Regions from separate parts of the Zea mays genome. Here region 1 is linked to region 2. Evidence: chromatin contacts called from public Hi-C data. All regions are on one chromosome and are shown on one strand. Each heading gives the region's core, a stretch centred on a gene start, on an enhancer-like site or on the middle of the called end of the contact. The rest is flanking DNA. Distances are from core to core; before and after follow the strand shown.

Region 1 (6,245 bases), core at 1,285-3,784, 580 kb before region 2:
ATTAAACTGATTCCTAATTCAAGATTTACTGCATTGTGGCTAGTTTAACTTACTGCAGAAAGTTCAAGAATTCAGAGTGCTCACATTATGACATATGTGCTTGACACGAAGCATTGTATTCTGGCACAGGCACATGGTTTCAGAAACATGCTTGAATCACATTCCACATGGTTTCAGAAACTGCACTCAAGGTTCTTTCTGGTTCTATATACGCATTATAACTATAATTTACTCTTCATTCGGATTCTATTTTGTTAAACATCATGACCATGTGACTGGGAACAATTTAGAATGCTAAGAATTGCATCTAAAAGGAACAAAACTTATCATTACCCATGCAAGTGAAGCTTCCAAGATCGTGCCGAGAGTCCAGAAAAGGGAGAAAATAACCATCCAAGTGCCACGATTTTGTGCAGGAACAAACTCCAAAAACCAAGATATAAACACATGGCTGCCACCCACTCCTACTCCAACCAGAAACCGAAGAGCCACCAAGCATAAGTAGTTAGGAGATAAAGCGCTTAGAAAACCCATTCCACTAGTAAATAGAGTTGAAAATATTAAACCAGTCCTGAAATAGGGGAAATGTAAGTTTTATCTCACTTATGCTTGAAACAGAGGAGGAGGTTGAAATAGAGTAAGGAATGGCATTGGAAGAAAAGAAAATATCCAACTTATCCCTTTCTAGTTTCATGAAAGTTCTGATTAGATCCTCTGCAAAAATTAGTTTTGTAGTACCCAATTTCCAAGCCAAAGCATTATACAACTAAATCTTCAAGATAGTTCTCAAAGTGATATTGTAATGTTGTTCTGAATCCGTCCTTGGCGTTCAGATATAGAAAAAGCAGAGAGAACACAAACAGGAAATGAAGGAAAATTATCTATGCTTTTACCCTGTAATCCTTGTGAATCATTGTATGAGGTAGATTGCTGACATGGCTAGTTAGTTTGCTGACGAAGCAAATCTAGTCCAGCCGGATGCCATGAGCAAACCACTACCAATACCGCTGTAAAGATGAAAATTGCATTGGTTCTCAAATTTGAGATGATAAATAGATGCTTTTGTAGTAAAAAGGTCCAAACGTACTTGCATGAAAGTAGAATTTATGCTAGAGAAAACATTGCATATTCCTTCATTTTTTTTGTCAAATTTGCCATTAGGTTTAAATGTGCTGGTAACTTGTTACTGAATTACATTATTCAGCATTGATGTTGTAATTTGGTAAGCAGTTGCGGTTATAATCACATCATATCAAGCACACATTTCTTTATGCTTCAAAATCCTACAAAGAAGAATATCCTATCAGCACATATGTCATAGTTGGATAGCAGGATATCAGAATTCAGAAACATGTAGATTGAGCCTTAAGAATTGATGTGTTTAATTTGAGGTTATGATAAACTCAAGGTCAGGAAGGTTTGCAGTTGGCAGCCAAACCATGAGAGCGTTTGTACCAGGAAATCTTTTACCTCCGTCCATATTTGTCGGAAACAAAGCCCCAAGCACAGGCACCTAGCAGCATGCCAGCAAAGACAACACTCGAAAGGAGGCTCTCGTTCTCTGGGGAGACGTTCCACTCCTCTCGTATGAATGGCCCGAGAAACGACAAGAGCATGAGCTCCATAGCTTCTGCAACCCAGCCCATTCCAGCGTAGAAAAGAACAAGCGCTTGGAATTTTCCAAACCCCATAATGGTAAGCGCGTCGTCTGTGGTATATGTCTCCATGTTGGGAGCCAGCACCTGCAGATCCAGAGAAGTCATTCTGTCAGAACGAAGCATCCTGTCGTGAACTTGTGGAGTAGACAACATCTGATAGGTTTTTGGAGCCCAAATGACTCATACGGTGTCACCAAATTGAATTTAGAGATTGCTGATCAGTATACATCAAATCTCTCTTTCAGAATGAAGCATTTGAGCTCACCGACAGACAATACTAACAGTTTACGGGCCACGGAAAGGGATATAAGTTTAAGTTTCAAGTAAGGATTTCCATGGCCAACTAATAAAAACACAGAGATCGGTTGATCGACGAAGTTTTTTTTCCCTCCCAGAAAATTTCTGCTCCTTGACGCAACGAAGACCCACAAAATGTAAAAGCGGGGTAGATAGAATAAACATGAGGTCCATATTAATGAGAGCAGTAAAAACAATCCCCCTGAGGACAAGACAGGCGGTATCCTGGGCGCCCACGAACTTTTAACCAACAGCCACAATGGAAGAGCTGAGACTTAGAAACGGACGGGACGGTCGACGATCACTGGACGGCGGGGGGCGGAGTAGAAGAGCGGGTGAAGGAGCGAACCGTTGCTCGGCCGCCGCCGGACGTCGGGGAGGGAGCCGGCTAATTTTCCGTGGCACTGGCACCGCCGGTGTCGTGTTGCCCGGGTTTCCTTCCTTGCTTGTAGGGAACTAGGGATGCGAGGCTCGACGGGACAGGGGGTTTTTGTCGGGGAGGGGGAGCAAGCAAATGCTCAATTGCAGGTGAAGAGGACGACGGGGTAAGAGAGAGGACGGGTAATGGCAAGCCGCCGCGCCGCGCCGCGCGCGCACTCAACGAATGGAGGAGACCAAATGCCCGTGTGGTCGCAAGAGTTGCGTGGCCGTCGTTCGCCAGGTGGCGGCTGGGGTCCACGCCGCGCTCCTCGCGTCACGTCTGCACGCGACAATTTCCCATCTGCACGACTGCACGCGGCTTTTATAACTATTTTTATAATATTCTTATATAAAAATATTCCTTTTGTCTACACTTAACACTTGATATACATCGTATTACATAGATCCTCCCTGACCGACATCCTCACAAAATTAATAAAAGCACGCGTGCAATTTTTTTTTGGAAATAAAACTCATGCACGTGTTGTATTATGTGAGCATGTTGGTATACTTGGCTACTCGCGCACTACAAATGGAAAACAACAAAAATGATAAGTTATTTTTCCAGTAAAAAAATTGTTTTGGTAAGCTAGGTATGTAGAAAAGCTAAAACAATAGGTTCCTTTTTTTATACTCTTCTATATTTTACATATTTGGAATAACTTCAGATGACTGTTTATATTATTCACAATTTACAGAAATTGTGATTTTAGTAAAAAAAATACTCTCAGTCTCTCTTTAGAGTCGGTCCGTTTATCTAGGAATGGACTACGATTCGTTTCGGCTCATCAAAACTTATATAAATTAGAGAAATAATTTAGCTAGGAATCGTTCCAGGCCTCTAATCCGTGAAACCAAATATGGCCTTAATTGGAATCTTCAAATACAGACAACATTTATTTTGAATTTCAAGTTCTCGCTAGCCAAGAATAGAGAAGGATAATGACTCCCTAAGGTTGTTGGATGGTATAAAGATATAGAAAACGATTTTTACTCGAATGACTCTAAATTATAATTTATAGAGCAAATTTTAGAAAGATTCTTGGAAGTTCTCTAACATCTGAGTTGGACCTTTGTGCTTGAGGGTTCCTTTGAAACGTAGGAATGATACATGAATTTCACGGGAATTATTTCAAAAACACATGAAAAACGCAGGATTTAGAAATTTATCCTTTGATCCAAAGGAGATCTGAACTTGCCCACCAAGATAACTCTTTAACTCGGTACTAATACTATCAGTGTTTGGGGATGGCTATCCTCCAAGATGCCTTCGGAGAACTGCAACAAAAGAAATTATTGTGCGGCGACAATTGCTGACCCCACAGCCTTATAGCCTAAGGACTTGCCTCACCTCTGGCTATTGGCTAAGGTCAGGGCACACCACGCTCAAGCCACCACCATCTAACCTTAAGGACACTCTAGCCTTCAGGGCACTTTCATGCTTAGTTCTCTCGGCCGCATGAGGCCTTGATGGGCCTCCAGATAATCCTAGTGCCCGGGTTCTAAGGCCTTCCTAGGGCTTGATGTCTTTCGAGAGAATAAAGGATTTCATGATTCGGCTAAGTATAGAAGCCCCAACACACCTAAAAATATATCGGGTCCCTCTCTAAAGGCAAAAAGGCCCTTAAAGGTATGACACTATTAATTGCAAGGGCATAGGAGCACCATACTTAGACTACTATCCCTTACATGCCATCATCTTTATTTCCATCTTCGACATCATGGACTCAGTACTCGAGACTATGATAGGCCATATTTGCCACTGCTATAAGACATCCCCAACATTATGGCATAACCAAAGATAAGCCATCATCACTGGCTAAACGACCATGACAAGATGGAAGTTGTTAGGTCTCTACTGAGTAGGACCCACATCTCAGTTGATATGTAGCCCTCTCACCTTCCTTAGCCCATAAAAGGAGTAGAGTAGCATAAAGAGCAGAATCCACTCAACTACTGCATAAAGGTGAACTAGGGATCATTAAGCTAGAACATTTAATAGAACCAATTTAAGTTCGTGGGTGAAACTAAGCATGTGGGTTCCAACTAAGAACGTGGGTGCCGACTACCTTAATTTGACTTAAGTTCGTGGGTGCCCTTAAGACCGTCGGTCCCACGAACATAACCTATTAAGTTTGTTGGCCCCACGAACTTATACAATATATTAAGTTTGTCGCCCCCTATGAACTTAATATATTAAGTTCGTTGAAAACATGCGGTCGACTATATTCGTTGGTAAATCGATGAACTTAGCACAAGCTCATCGACTTAAGTGGTTAAGTTTGATGGGTTTTCCCCCGAGGTTCTTTTTCTGTAGCGGAAGACAAAGCTAGAGGGTCATGGCACCAAGTTGTGCACGTTTGTGTTCATCAATCTATCGTACAGAAGAGACTATTCCGACGTGGCGATTGCATGGGAAAAAATAATCCTACTGCCACGAGGACGTCAAGTGCAGTTTAGATTATTCCGACGTGACTGTGACATGTGGAAATTTTGCGGTGTCTTCTTATTGTTGTTCTTGCTGTTAGACTCACCTGACTTGGCTACGCAAGAGACCACGCGTGACACGTTCTGTATACCAGCTTCACCTGATTGGCTGATTGGTACGTACATTAGTACATATGCTAACTAGCAGTTGGGGCTCAAAAAATAGCCCAAATTATTCACGGTTAACTAGTCAGATCTATCTAAAATTAGGTCACCTAGTCCTTCTCTTTAGATATACTAAGCTAATTTAGACTAATTATATTTTAGGTAACTAATGATTAGCTTTCGTATCAAAGAGACCTATATCTATCTGGTCCAATCTGCCAGAGCAGGTAAACAATTTGGTATTTTCAACATAAAGGTCAACAATATATACTTTTATTTACTGCTGGCAATTTTGCCGGATCCAGGACATGTCCAATACTTCTGCTATCTCCTTTTCGTTCTCTTCTACAGTACTTATTATATTAGCAGCTGGTTGCTTTCAGCGTACTCCTATCATGTCATACATTCAAATTAAAACAGAACCCAATCATATACCATTGTGCAGATTACTAGGTTATGACATAATCCATCCCTCTCATACATAGCTTTCTTCCCAATCAACTGCATTCGTTCGCTGCTACAGATCGACCTGCCATTAGTGGCGATGTGGGGGCGAGCAAAGCGGCTCACGCAACTGAAAGCGAATTCAGGAAGACGACAACCTTGTATTGTATGATGCTGATAGAGATTGGGGGGACACGCGTACAACCTTATTACCATGTACAAGTAATGATAATTAATTGATAGCTGTTTGGAGGCACGCGTTAGGTTGTGTGTTGCCCGCAACGAATTGACGTTGGGCATATCCAGCACCACGAGAATATCCTCGTTTATAATCACTGTCCACCACATGGTTACTATTTAACTTCACATATTTATTTACCTCCTGACTGATGATGAGGAAGTTCTATAACAATAATCCTGTTACAAATATTGCTCATTGCCAGTTCTTTCTCGTAATTACTATAGCTCCTGTTTACACCCCTTTGCATATCCGCTAAGCTTGTCGCGGATGTAGTAGAGTTGTGTTTATACAGAATCAAGATGAACCACAAGCCCATCTGGATGCCCAAATGTGCTGAGCTACCACCACCGTGCGTGCTCAGTCCATTTCTCGGCCCTTGGTCTCCACAGGGAAGAGGATGCAGGAGACCCCAGCGAGGAACAGCACCAGCTCAAACACCAGCACCGCTTCCATCTGATGGCAGCTCCGCAGCATGCCCACGGCGACGAGGGGGCAAATAACCCCGCCGATCTTACCGATGGCGGTTGCGATCCCGACCCCTGTTGAGCGAACATATGTCGGATACACCTGGAGTAGAGAACGACAGAATTAAC
Region 2 (6,064 bases), core at 2,022-4,521:
CAAGATACACACAGATGCCCACAATTACAGGTTTAAAAAGCACACTGCCATTGTTCAATGTCCTCTTGCCCAACTAATGGAGCGTTTGGTTGGGGAGCCAACTGGGATGGAGCGGTTCCATTCCAATTTCTAAGAATTGGGCCATTTCATTCTGTGTTTGGCAAGCAGAACGGAACCGCTCCATTTTTTGTTTGGTTGAAGAGTAGAATAGAGCGGAGCCGCTCCGTTTATTTTTTGGTTGGAGAGCCATATGACTGTTGAGTTGAGGAGAGGGATGAGAGCGCTCGTATCCGGTCATTTTGGTGGAGCGAGAGCATCCCAAATATTTGTTGTTTATAGACTTCAGGAGCCGCTCCGCTCTCCTCCATGGTAACCAAATATAAAAAAAATAAGAATAGAGTCGTTCCATTTCCCTCCGCTCCTCAACCAAACACACCCTAAATAAAGCATCAAATTATGCCCGGTTTATAGGTCATGCTAAAACAAGTTACCAGAAAGAAAGATGTGTGCCACATGTTCATTGTGACTGACAATGGTCCTTGTTGACCCTTCTACCTCAAGAGAGGGTGAATGTCTTAGAGTAGTCATGTAAAAACCTCAGAGACAGAGGAGGAGGGGGCGGGGGTCAATAGTACCTGGTCTAACAAGGTTCACTGTGTTGCAACATGAACACCTTACGGTGTCTGCACTGCGAGTATACATCAGCAAAGTTCGACAGCCACCACATATAAGCTGAGCCATCTCCAATCCTGCAATAATCAAGTTAAAAAAAAAGAACATCAAACTAGTGTGTGAAGGTGTCGCAGACCAAAATATGGGCCACCACGACGACCCTAGAGGGGCAACAGAGGCCCAAGCCCAGCCTCACCCTGGGCACCGCCAGGGAGGCGCACGAGTGTAAACCCTAAAATATGTATTTAAGATAGTTGGAAGTTTCTTCATCATTCGAGAAATAAAATTTAGCATCTATTACTACGTGAATCTTTATCACAGCATATCCTTCTAACTAGCTATACAAATAAAAGTAATATTGAATTTTGATGCCTCAAATCTAAATTTGAGATTTTAAAATTTTAGAATATAATTTTGAACTTAGGAAAATAAGCAATACAAGTATTTCCTATTTAACCGAGTGAATATTCCTTTCATTTATAATACATGTAGAGTCATTCACTCAAATAAATAACAAATAAACAAATATAATTTTGCATCTCATGTTGGAGTTTTAATTGCTTGAGCATTTCAAATTGTGTGTGCAAATTTCAAACCAAAATTCGAAATATGAACATGGGAAATGGAAAAGAAAGAAATACAAAATAGAAAAAACAAAAATATATCAGATCTAAGCCAAAACCGCGGCCACTGGCCCAATTACACTCCGCCCGGCTGGCTTCAAGTGCCGACAGGGGGGACCCGTGTGTCAGCCGTCTTCCGCGCGCTGCTCCATTTGTGAAGACGCTGTCACGTGGGGCCCTGGTGTCGGACCCGTTTCCTCCACGTCTCGGCCCACTCGTGGGTTTCTCTGGTTCACGGCCACAGACCTGCTTTCGTCCAGTTGGGCTTTACACCTCGCCGGCCCACCTGTGCTCTCAATTGCAGCCGCTCTTGTGTCACTGTCGGGCGGGCCCGCGCGGGCAGGGTAATACAGCGTGCCTGTATATCCCTGACGTCGCTGACGTATGGGACCACACAGGCAGGAGCCCCTATTCCTCCTAGAGATGCACTCGATCCAGATAGCCGCCACGCAACAAATCGCGCTGTGAACCTCGGGAATCTGTTGGGATTTCATAGGGAGTTGTTAGGATCTAGCCGTGTCCGCGGGCGCCACACCAAGCCTATATAGGGCCGCAATCCGATGGCTCGTAATCTCTCTCGCCCATTGATCGTGTCGAGCGCCCGCCGAGACAGAGAGAGAATAGGGGGGCGCCAATCCAGAGCTTCCTCGCTGCCGCAAGCGTGCCGTTGTCGAGGGAGTGAAGCTACAAGGGACACAGGGTTGCAGCGCTTGATCCCGTCGGTGTTCGGACGGTTCACCGTGGTGCGCTGAAGGGCAGGGCCTCGGCGGAATCTCTTTAATCTAGTGTTCGTCCATTATTTTAGCAAAGTTCCAACTTCTATGTTTCCATCCAGAAAAAAACAGCAAGGGAAAACCAAGTGCACGTGCAACCTAATCAGATTATTAACTAGCATGAATCCTAGCTGATAACCAGATGTTAAACAAAGAGAATGCATACAGCAAAACTAGGTATGCTCAAGCTTAGACTTTAGTAACAACCGACTTTTCCAAACAAAATAACTCATATTCAGAAAGGATAGTCACTTGGGACATGTAAATTATTGTCCATTTCATTTTTCTTGTGTTGGTATGGTAAATAGAATCACAATACCTGTCAAATAGCACGAAACTCTGTAGTTTATTACTATTAAAACATTATTATTATTATTGTCGTATATGATCTGAAACTCAAATGTTTGTTTCTCATGCACCCCTAACTAATTCGCTGTGCACAGGTTGAGAGAACCAGAGGCGATTATTACCGCGTCCCAGTCCCAGAGGAGCAAGCAGTCAAAAGGGAAACCAAGCATCCAGTACGTACCTGGTGGCGGCACGGTGGTGATGGCCTGGCAAACCGCGCAGCAGACGCTGGACGCGCCACGCGGGTAGAGCAGAAGGGTCCGGCAAGCATGGCACATGATCTGGTTCTGCATACCTGGAATCGAAAGAGGAAAAAGAAGCGAGGCACGTATGAGCATCCAATCGCAACCTGGTGGTAATCAACAAAGCAACCCGACCATCGGATGAGTCGAGCAACGACCCAGGGCCCAACACTGAATTCGATTGGTGGCGACAGCGAGATCGGTCGATCAACCAACCCACGCGTGCCCGCCCCCACCCTACCATTAACCGAAGAGCCAAATGCATGCCAGCTATACTCGCATGGATCCGGGTCAATCGGGATCTCGCCAAGCGTGAGAAGAGGAGGAAGACGAGGGGAGGACGAGGCAACTCACCGGCGTGGAACGCGCTAGGCTGTCCTGACGTCTGTGGCTCCGGTTGCTCCGGGAAGAGCTCGAGGCGGGAGGAAGGCGAGGAGGGACGCGTTGTCGCTTATCTCTGTTCTTCCTTCCTCTTCTAGGCGAGGCGAGGGGGAGATGATTTCGGATTGGATTTGTCCGGGATGTGAGAGGAAGAGGAAGAGAAGAGGAAGGAGGGGACCAGTCGAGACGCTGCGGTGGGGCAGCACGGAAAAATTGTTACCGGCTTTATCAGTTTATCACGCGCACGCGGCTCGGATGGGTCCGCGCCTCCGCGGGGACGCCATTTCGTCGCTGCCTTCTCCGCACGTGCAGAGGAGAAAAAGGGTCGTTATATTTAACAATATATCACGAGTTTTAAAACAAATAATAAAGTCATGTTTGGCAAAACCTTTAGAAATTTTGGTAGAATAGGTAAAGTAGATTATTAGTTGCTTTAGAAAATCGTCAAATTAGAGTTCGAAGTCTTTAGATGACATCTAGATAAGTTATTTTGTTTATTATTTAGATTAAAAATATTTTTAAAACTATTTAAAGTCATATTATAAACAATAACTTTACATTGGAGCTAGAATCTGAAGTCATCCTAAACACCTCTAAATCATTGTGCCTCTTTAAATTAACATTTTCTAGTAACTTTTAAGATAATCTTATATAATATTCTTACATCATTAGTACAAATAAATAATTATGTATGATGTTTTATTTGTCTTTGTATTATATCAATTAATCTTTTGTTTTTGGATCATAAAAATAGTGAGATATTGTTATTTTATTTGTATCAACTCAAATTAGATTTTATCTAACTATGTATTTATTTTTAAGACTAAAAATTATAGATTACATACATAAAAGTTGCAACAAACTAATTCTACAAATTTTAATCTAAAATATATAAAATAATTTTGTGAAAAAACTAAATTTTAGTCACCTGATTTTAGCAAGAACCTTAAAAGTTTTTTCAAACCATTCCTCTTTGATGTGAGTTTTAGATCTTAACTCAGTTTTTTATATTTAATCAAATTTATAGAAAAAAGTACAATATCTATAACATCAAAAAATAAATATGTATGAATATATATTTTATAATAATACATCTAAATATATTAATTTGATGTCATAGATTTTGATACCATATTTATATTTTATAAATATGGTGAAATCTGAAAATATTTAAGACAATAACATTTGATTTGGGAGTTGTTGCGATAGCGCACCGACTGGAGTGCATGGAAAATCAAGATAGAGCTATTATAGTTCGGTATAAACTAATCTGTTTAGTTTGACTTTTAGCTTTGTCTTTTGCCTCGTAAAAGTTAAGCCAAAGGACTTTCTCCTATTGTAAAACTAAAAGCATCTTTAGACCTACTTTTATCGTCTTTTGGATGGAACTGTGAAAGCGTACATAAAATTACTTTTAGTGGTTTTCACATAATAGTTTTTAGCATTTTAACAACTCACAGTCTCCGATAACTTTTTTCACATCTCACTAGGTATATGCCCGTGCGTTGCAACAGAGGGCACTTGTGCACGCGCAGGTCATTATTTAGTGATGCTATCAAGCATCAACATAATAATCATAATAAATGTTGAAGTCTACCATTTCGAATAACCAAAATTTGGCTCAATGTCATTATTAATCGAAATAGGCATCTCCTAAGTTAATAATACATGATCGAAATGAATAAGAGGTTCCTATTAAAAACATTTATTGTTTAGATAAGAGATTCCTATTGAAGGAGATCATCCTTTAGACCATCTCCAGCAGATCAAACTACACCCATACCCATATTCAAACTACACTCTATAAACAGTGCAATCTACAATATAAAACGATGCAAAACAGTGTTTTTAGTGATCATATAGGTGCAATGTACAATAGTTCACCCATATGATCACAAAAACACCTTTTGCACTGTAGATTGTATTGTTTGTAGAGTGTGGTTTCAATATGAGTATGGGTAAGCTGCTGGAGATGGTCTTATTATATAGTATTATACAACATTCAGAGCACACATGGTATATAAATACGGACATAGCAAAACATACTCCCAGTACCAATTATACAGCGAGACACCACAATACATCTCGTGCACATCACAAATGTCAATGGTCGTCCAACTTAGAATTAATCAGTCCCAAGAAAAGCGCCGACACCGACTCCTGCGCACGCGTGTCACGGCCTACACCTTAATCTCCAGCCTCCATCGGTACAACTCCTGGTCCGGCATGAGCAAGTCGACGGACACGAGGCTGATGTCGGCATCGTAACTAAACTCCACTTCCGCCGAGTCTAGCAGGCACCTCGCCGGCTCCCGCGAGCAGTAGACGACGGACATAGTTAGATGATCATGCAAAAGGAAAAGACCAACACTAAAAAATAAGTATGTGGTATCACTCATCTTTTCTTATCAACATTATCTACAATCCCATACACTTATAAGCATAATAATCAATTTTATCCCTTGTAGGGTAACCAAAAGTAGCAAACCAGCTACCAATAAACAAGTGGACTACTTTTCACAGTCGCTTCGTTAGGATGCATGCAACAATCCTAAAAATCGATGTACTGCTTTTGGATGGACAGAACAACTGCGGAACCAGGATATTTGGCAAAGGATAGATTGTAGACTGATCAATTCAAGCAAATAAAGGAAACAAAAACTTAATCAGTGAGGCAACGACCTATAACAGATGATTTTTTGTATGAGACACACATGATGAGTTTAATTTCTCTCATATGTTATAATAGTGCAATGTTTGTGTGTTGCAACGACATATAATCATATTCTCCCCTCGAGATCCACAACATAGTACACAGTGTTGGGCCTCAGTAAGGGACACACCCTGGTGGGCGCGGCCACAGTGTCCCCACATCCATGATAGCGGCGGCGTCATGTCTCCTCGCTTTTATCCACAGCAGATATTGCCAATCGAGCGAAAGGGCCTCTAGCCTAGTGGTTAAAGGTTTCTGAGTAGCACCTCCAAGTTCCGGTTTGATTCCTCTCAGGGACAATTTTTAGGCTTG

What was found. Hi-C and Micro-C count contacts between places; a contact is called where the count stands out from the background.
Region 1: a contact with region 2 is called in a Hi-C map of bundle sheath, with 2.0 times the contacts expected there. The contact joins the promoter of LOC100125647 here to the promoter of LOC100285990 in region 2. A contact is called at or near these places in 4 of 25 Hi-C or Micro-C datasets (bundle sheath, ear, endosperm and 1 more).

The regions. Positions count from the first base shown.
Region 1 is chr1:259,005,553-259,011,797 of Zm-B73-REFERENCE-NAM-5.0, reverse strand. It overlaps LOC100125647 (major facilitator superfamily protein), which reads right to left and starts at 2,534. Exons shown (of 6, transcript NM_001112578.2): 1 at 2,305-2,534; 2 at 1,471-1,742; 3 at 334-571. The coding sequence starts at 1,727. LOC100285436 (synaptic vesicle 2-related protein) reads right to left here. Exons shown (of 7, transcript NM_001158329.2): 7 at 5,796-6,219. The coding sequence ends at 6,010.
Region 2 is chr1:258,428,244-258,434,307 of Zm-B73-REFERENCE-NAM-5.0, reverse strand. It overlaps LOC100285990, which reads right to left and starts at 3,271. Exons shown (of 7, transcript NM_001158878.2): 1 at 3,013-3,271; 2 at 2,598-2,711; 3 at 636-749. The coding sequence starts at 2,709.